2 separate regions of the Danio rerio genome follow, and region 2 is linked to region 1. Evidence: chromatin contacts called from public HiCAR-type data. All regions are on one chromosome and are shown on one strand. Each heading gives the region's core, a stretch centred on a gene start, on an enhancer-like site or on the middle of the called end of the contact. The rest is flanking DNA. Distances are from core to core; before and after follow the strand shown.

Evidence for each region. HiCAR-type assays count read pairs that join an accessible place to other places.
Region 2: a contact with region 1 is called in a HiCAR-type map of caudal fin, with 5 times the contacts expected there. The contact joins the promoter of map2k5 here to the promoter of skor1a in region 1. A contact is called at or near these places in 1 of 18 Hi-C or Micro-C datasets (fibroblasts) and 2 of 4 datasets of contacts at active chromatin or transcription factors (caudal fin and embryo).

The regions. Positions count from the first base shown.
Region 1 is chr7:34,023,997-34,028,019 of GRCz12tu, forward strand. It overlaps skor1a (SKI family transcriptional corepressor 1a), which reads right to left and starts at 1,436. Exons shown (of 9, transcript NM_001130652.1): 1 at 1,162-1,436; 2 at 1-66. The coding sequence starts at 56.
Region 2 is chr7:34,128,207-34,132,034 of GRCz12tu, forward strand. It overlaps map2k5 (mitogen-activated protein kinase kinase 5), which reads right to left and starts at 1,582. Exons shown (of 22, transcript NM_001114317.1): 1 at 1,228-1,582; 2 at 990-1,038; 3 at 704-771. The coding sequence starts at 1,359.

The DNA.
Region 1 (4,023 bases), core at 186-2,685:
CTGGGAGAAGAGCAAGTATCTCGTCCCGTAGAAAGCTGACTGGGTATCGACTCCATTCCTGGAAGTCTGTGGAGGAGACATAGATGTTAAATTACACTACAATCCAAGAACTAGCCTATATTTTATGCTAGAGATTATTTACAATTATTGATGTGATTTGTACAAGCGTTCTCCCAGCATAAATATATTCTTTACAGTATTATTATTTATAGGAATAAATAGCAATAATAACTTTATTTATACGAATAATAATATTTAATAACTATTATTATTGCTAAAACTGGTTTGATTATTACATATTGGCGCACATTATCTAAAAAAATTAACGAAACAAGAAATCGGTATATGATAATTGCAGTAATTTCAATAGTCTATAATTCGTCTACGTAATCAAGTTTATTCGTTTGTTTTAACCCTTAGTCAAATTAAAAACAGGCTACAATCTTTTTACCACTGTATTACACAATATAGATAACATTTAACGTTTTAATTAACACGTTAAAGCCAACTAATTAACACTGAGGCCTACAATTAATATTTCATTTTTAGGTTAAATATTTTGACGACTTTCCTTAAAAGCTCGCACTCTTTGACCCGAGAGCCTGCATCATTGCTTAATGTCTTCAAATCGGCTCAGAAGCCGGAGCGATTACTTAAAGGCCTCTTACGGCGCTAATACGCAAAGGGGCAGAAGGGAAGAATCTTTTAGCTACTCCAATGAGCTTATCAACAAGGAAAAGAAGCAGTAAGCCGCTTTCTGTGTAATTACACAGCCTGTGTTGTTCGACTTTGATCTGTTAATAAAACTCTGATCATTTATAATTAAAACATTGCGCAGGAAGCCTTTATAATTTAGTACAAAGCATATTTTCGTTTCCCAGACGTCTCCGTATTGTTTACATTAAACCATATGCATATAGGCTATTAATTATTTTGCCAAATTATATCACCTGATTTAAATGCTATAAAATCCCTTTCGTAATCAAGGATAAAGCATATTTTAAATATTACAGTCCACTGTTTCATAAACATTGGATTGAGAAATGGATATTAAAAATAAGTTAGACATTTATGATTTATTTATCATTTATTAAAAAAAAATTACACCATGGTTATTATATAGACCTATCAAACAAATTTTAAATATAAAAAGAAACGTACCTTTTTCAATCAAGAAACGTCAGAAGAGCTTGTGTATCGCCTCAAATGAACAGGCCTAAATCAAGAGGGACAAATCGTTCGTGTGAAGTGCGGGATGAAAACTGCGAGTCTGTGTAGTCTTCCCTTTCAAAACAGCTTTAGAGTTTCCATCCCTCTCAGCTCTCGTGCGTGGTGACGGGAGCGCGAGCCGAGTGACCACATGGCAGTCCCGGAGCTCGTGTCTCTTCTTAATAGGTTGTGCGCGATCTACTTCAAGAGAGGGGACGCCAAAAAGAATAAGAAGGCACACCCACTGAGATCAAATCCGATTCTGGTATTAACCGTTTGCTTCCACTAGCCTACTTCAAAACAAATAGTACTGCCAGTTTAGAATTCAACTGAGCTGCTTATACAGACAGGCAGATAGATAGATAGATAGATAGATAGATAGATAGATAGATAGATAGATAGATAGATAGATAGATAGATAGATAGATAGATAGATAGATAGATAGATAGATAGATAGATAGATAGATAGATAGATAGATAGATAGATAGATAGATAGATAGATAGATAGATGATTTTTGCTGCCTTTGTTGATATCTAAGTTCAATTTAAGCGGTTTTGCGCATAGACGATTGCGCATGGAAACAGGGAGGATGTACAATGAACAACCAATAATTATGATGCTTTGTTTGTTACTCTTCATGATATCATATACACATGTCTTTTTTCTCAGAGATGAACAAGTTTTGCATTAATTTTTAACTGTTCTGTTTTGAGTGACACTCGATAAACAAACTATCATTACGAATTAGCATGAAATATTTCCTTGTGTTGGGCATGCATGTCCGCGGGGCACGCACTGTCTAAACTGCTATTAGAAGTTCGTGGTCATTGCATTTTACGTCACATGTCTCCCAGTGAATGATGCACATTTGTTAAACACACCAGCCAGTGAGAGCGGCTAGTGTGTACAAACAGTGATATATCAGAGCAATGGACTGAGGTAAGTGGTGCAACCTTATATGGCCGTATTAACTATTTAAAACCTGATCAATGCCCTTCAGTTAACCCCACTAAGTCTTGACGTAAAGATATCAATATCGAACCGGGCAAAGTTGTGCTGTCCACTTTGAAATACGACAGTGGAAAATTGTCATTCCCTCAGAAATGTTTTGGCAATTTGTCCAGCTTTCATTGTTCACGCGTTTCAGTCTCTCCCTTTCTCTCTCAGAGGGTTTGCACAGTACAAAGTGTGGTCAAAACAACTGATAGCCAATGTTTTTTTTTAACCTAATAATGTGTCAAATATTTCCCACCTCCTTTAATTATTCCAGCCCTCGTCCATTTTACTTTGCTGTCATTCGTTAAGGTGTCAAAACAGACGTTTAATTAAACGGTAATTAATTATATAAATGTTAACAATTACCTGAATCAATTAGTTCATAATGTCCAAAAATGCCTTAGAGGGATGTTTCTTCTTAGCAAAGTCATTACCATTAAAACGCTTCGAGCTAAAGTGTATTTTACATTAACTGAACGTGTATCCTGAAACAAGTACAGCCGGCTGCGTTTGTATTAAAATATTTTTCCAAAATAGTTGAGGATAAAATACAGCTTATATGACGACAGAGATGAAAACAAATGGGAAAGTTTAAAAATCCGTCAAGCGATGCTCATGTGTCCTGTGACCAAGGGGCCACCGGCTTAACCTAATTCAATATTAATAGGAAGGGAAACTTTAACCAGATCTGCCTGGCCGTGTCTCCTTTCACAACCAAGAAGCTCCGTTCTGGCCCAACAATAATTACAATTTTATTCTGTAATTATTCCTTTCTTGTTAATTATTTAGAGGTCAGACTCAATGCAGCATTGTTAGCATTTATGGCGGAGAGACAGGGGCTCACATGTCCTACAAGACTGGATCCTCCTGGTATACAGATACACAACACCCGTTTTTAAACAAGCTATCCTGTCATCATTTAGACAGACCTGTGAGAAAAAAAAGTGTAATCATGTAAAAAAAAACATGTAAAATAAATAAACAATTCACAAGTTCATTTAAATCCTCACGACACTGAGTTATCTACAGTAATAACGCATTTATGGGCTATTGTTGTTTGCATATAGTTATCACTATTAATTTTAGCACAGTCAGGTTTCTTGATGGACTTAGTAACCTCTCTTACATGCTATTAAATAATCGATGATTGTTTTTACATAACGGTTGAATCAATACGATAAATATTGTGTTTCAAGACGACATATGCCATTATTGGCTCATTAATATACATGCTATTATATTACACGAGCATGAGTAAACTAATTAAAGAAACTTTATATAGGCCAGTTGCTAAGTATGAACTGCATGGAGAAAAACCTCTTCATTAGGCTGTAGCGCTTTGTGTATTTTTTATTTTTTTGATAATATTACCAGTAAACACGTTATCACCGCACATGAAATGTGGTAGTGAGGATACAATTAATTAAGTTAAATAGGATATTTTAATTTTGCCGTGTTAAAAGGTATTTATAATCTAAGACATGTCGTATTATTAGCCAGGCATTCGTCAAGCTATTTATCTATTTCTTTAGATATCATTAATGTTAATGTCTTAAAATATTTTTGTTTCTTATTAAATGAAAACATATTTCCATAAATAATATTTCCATTACACAAAGAACATTTTTTCCACTAAGGAATGTTTCTTTGTCAAAGAACAATCGATGCCATCAAGAACCTGCACAAAATTAGGAGCAATTACCAAGCGAGAGCAACTATTTTTTCCAACATCAAATGTTGTTGGTTATATTTTAAATGACCAACAAGCCGAATTCAAACATTTTTTAGTTGTACCTTAAACCAAATATATAATCT
Region 2 (3,828 bases), core at 332-2,831, 100 kb after region 1:
CAAGCTGAGATAGGATCACATGAGCTCTAATGGTGCACCTATTGGCTGTCGCTCAAGAAAGTTGAAGGATTCTCAACTTTGTTGCATCGCTCATGCACACCTGGTCACCAACGTTCACTGTCACTCGCATAGACAGAGGTCACTGGAAGTAGCTTGCACTCCGTTAAAATGAACGGTCGTTTGTCGCTTTGCTGTTGCAAGTCATTCATAATGTAAACGAGGCTTTTAAGGGACTTCAACATAACAAAAAAAACGCAAATAAGTTAAAGGCGAGTAAACGATGGCATAATTTTTATGGATGCTGCTATATTATCGATATCCTAAATGATTTCGTAGTAAAACATATATTTTGTGACAAGTTTGACTTGACATAATAAAATTTGCATTAAAAAAAAAGGTGCAAATGTATGAATGAATGTCTGCACAATTTCTTGTTGACAATAACAATATCCAAAACAACTGACTTATTCATCATAAAAGTTAAAATATATTTGATTTATTAAGAAACTACTATAATTACAAATATATGAATATTTTACAAGTGCATTAACTTCCTTATTTGTGAAGTTAAGTTTACAATTCTAAGCAAAGTTTTTTAATAGTCGGTAGTCTGCTTTTTAAAACTGCTTTAGAAGTCAAACCACATAACAGATCAATTAAAAGTCTCAACAAAGAGTCTGACAGAAATTTCAGACATACTCACATAGGACAGCATGGCTTTGAGCTCGTCATCACTGCGAACTGTGATTCGGTCACCAACTTCATCCTCATCTGAAATAAAAGCGAACTCCATTATTTACAAGCTAATTTCCACAAGCATTTTTATCCTGCACTGTATATTTACTCATTTGCATGAACAACTCTTTAGTTCAGGACAACAGTATTGCAAAGAAATGAAGTTATGTTTTCCTATTTCTTTTTACTCTATTAGCTATACTGATTGCATTTAAACTTGAGTAACATAAGTAAAATACAGCAGCAATACTTACACTCAAATGCTGTGACTGTGGCTTCAGGCATGGCATCTCTGATCGCGGCCTGTCAAAAAAGGGAATCTCAGCAATCACACATTTGACTGACAGCTGTCAATCAGCACCACTATTCGAAAACACATAGCAAAAAGCACATTTTAATAAATGGCATGCTCCACAAATGGTTTCCCTCTTTAAAAAGTCATAAGATATGAGATGAAAACTGGCTGTGAGTTAAATTAAAGCAGCTGCTCACCAGCAAATCATTGAAGTTGAGATGTGATGGACTGTCCACTGGCGAGTCCATGTCCCCCACCGGCGTCTTTATCCGGATGACGATTCCCTCAGATTCCATATTGCTCAGGTTACTCAAAACAAGTAAAAGCATAACAAAAACACACCGACAAACATAATCTTGGCTTTTAGACCGGATTTTCAGACCAACAGCAGCTGGAGAGCTGGCTAGGAGGCTAACAGTTTAACGTAGCATGAGCGCATTTAAAACACGACTGACGCAGCGAACATTCCGTCTAATAAACTCGCGACATGTCATTCCAGATGTGCTAAAGACTTTCTGTCTGCCTGTTAACTGTGTTAGATTTTATCAGTAGTTATCAAACTGTCAACAATGAAAGTAAAACAGAGGAAGTTACGCGGAAGTATATCGACGTTTACCCGGAAGCTGAACCTCTACTAGAGGCGCATAAAAGCCTCAGAAAGCAATCTTGCGAGTTGTGATAAATATTTTGGAGCTGTTATGTTGCTCTCCTGAAACTATAAATCATTTGTTTTGGGGTTGTTCTGTTACTCAAGCTTTCTGGGATAATATTAATGTGCTTATTTCCCAAACGCGTTTTGTAATCTTTACTAATTTTTAGATTTTGTTAACGATTTTTTGTTAACTTTAACATCACATTCAAACAAGAACTGAAATATAATTAAACATAATTTAATTGTTTAGATAGAAAGCAATAAACGTATGTTTTTATTACTTATTATATACAGAAAAGGTATATTTATATTATTTCTTAATGTGCTTTATCATAATTTAAAGGATTAGTTCACCAAAAAGCTAAATTTACTCACTATTTGCTCGTCCTCGATGGATTCCAAATCTTTATGAGTTTCTTTCTTTTATTGAACACAAAATATGTTGAAGAAAGCCTGTAATCATTACCTTCCATAATAGGAAATATATACTATGCAAGTCAATGGTTACAGGTTTCTAACATTTTTTTTTAAATATCTTCTTGTTCTTCCTCAATTGTAAGTTACTTTGGACAAAAGCATCAGCTAAATATCTCAATTTAAAATTTAAATAAACTTATGATGAAACTCAGATTAATTTTTTTAAATATTATATTATTCTTTTTTTTTTCAACTATTGGGGTGCGGCCGGGTAAGGGGCCCTACAAGACAATGTGCCCAGGGAACTCTGAATTCTTAATCCAGGCCTGGATCCAAGACCTGTGAATAAATTATGCCAAGCTATCCATAATCCTGGACCAGGCCGTATTCTGAGCTGATTCTGTGGTGGTCATGGAGGAGCGGAGAGAATGAGACTGATTCCTGAAAGACCCCAGTGACAGACAAGTTGATCCAGTGGGCCAACTTGAACACTGCCAGTGACCTACTCACACCTGCAGCTTCTCCGTGATGGAAATCCAGAATTCTTAAGCCTCCAGCGCCTAGACTACAGCTCTGCACAAGAAGTTTGACCAGAGGAGAAATGGTCATGCCCACCTGAGCCTGGTTTCTCTTGAGGTTTTTTCCTTTACTTTCGTCAATTGGTGAAGTTTTGTTCCTTGTTTGGGACTAGTGGAGCTGCGCATCAATAGATTTGCTCTTTATTGTTTTAACGTTCACTGCTAAAATTTAAACCACACTAAGCTGAACTAAATTGAACTTCAGCTCTAAAAACTGGACTGACACAGTTTCAATTTACTTGAACTTCTAAGCTGCTTTGACACAATCTATATTGTAAAAGTGCTATAGAAATAAAGATGAATTGAATTAAATTGAATATATTCATCTCGATCAACACCAACAGGTTAATCAAAAAGACTGGTGCAAATACACTCTCTTTCAACTCAGATAAACATAATAACTTCACCTAAAATGAATATTTCACATCTAAATGCATTGTTATATGCAGTCTCGGTGGGTGTTGATCATTTCATATATTTCCTCCTCTATTATTTAGTTCTTCCATATTTCACCTCTATTACTTATTACCTCTTTACTGCATTACTTATATACAATTTAAATAGCATTAGTATTTAAAGATTTCCACTTTGCACAAGTCATTAGCGCATAATTGAATGTACAACAAAGAACATTTAGTGCGCTGTTGATTACAGCCTTATCTTAGGGGAGACTCATTCACTCAATCATGGTCACCGGCTGCTGATTGCAAAAGCCTCAACAGACATTGATCCTTCAGCAAAGCAGAGTTTTGTTTCTTTGGCCCTCGGAGTCCAGCTAATGCAGCGTTGATACCCTAGACTACTGGTCGGATTGTGAAGTGTCATGACAAACAGCTATGGAAGCCAAGTCTGACCCACGGCGAGCTGAAATCCACAATGATATGATCGCAGCCTTCCAAGCAGCAGGATCAGGTCTCACATCAAACTTTAAAACAATAGTGTCTACAGCCTATCGAAGCCCTGACCTATTATCGGCCCGGTCAGTGGAACAAAGTCGCCATACCCAAAAGAGCAATGGAAGAATGCCACCTTAAGTGTTTCTTTGTATAGGAGGACAAAAGCGGGATTCTTAAATACGCGACAGGGTTGTGCTTGCTCGAATGGAGACGGAACGGTCAGGTTTAACCTCCTGATGTTAGTGAAAACTTACT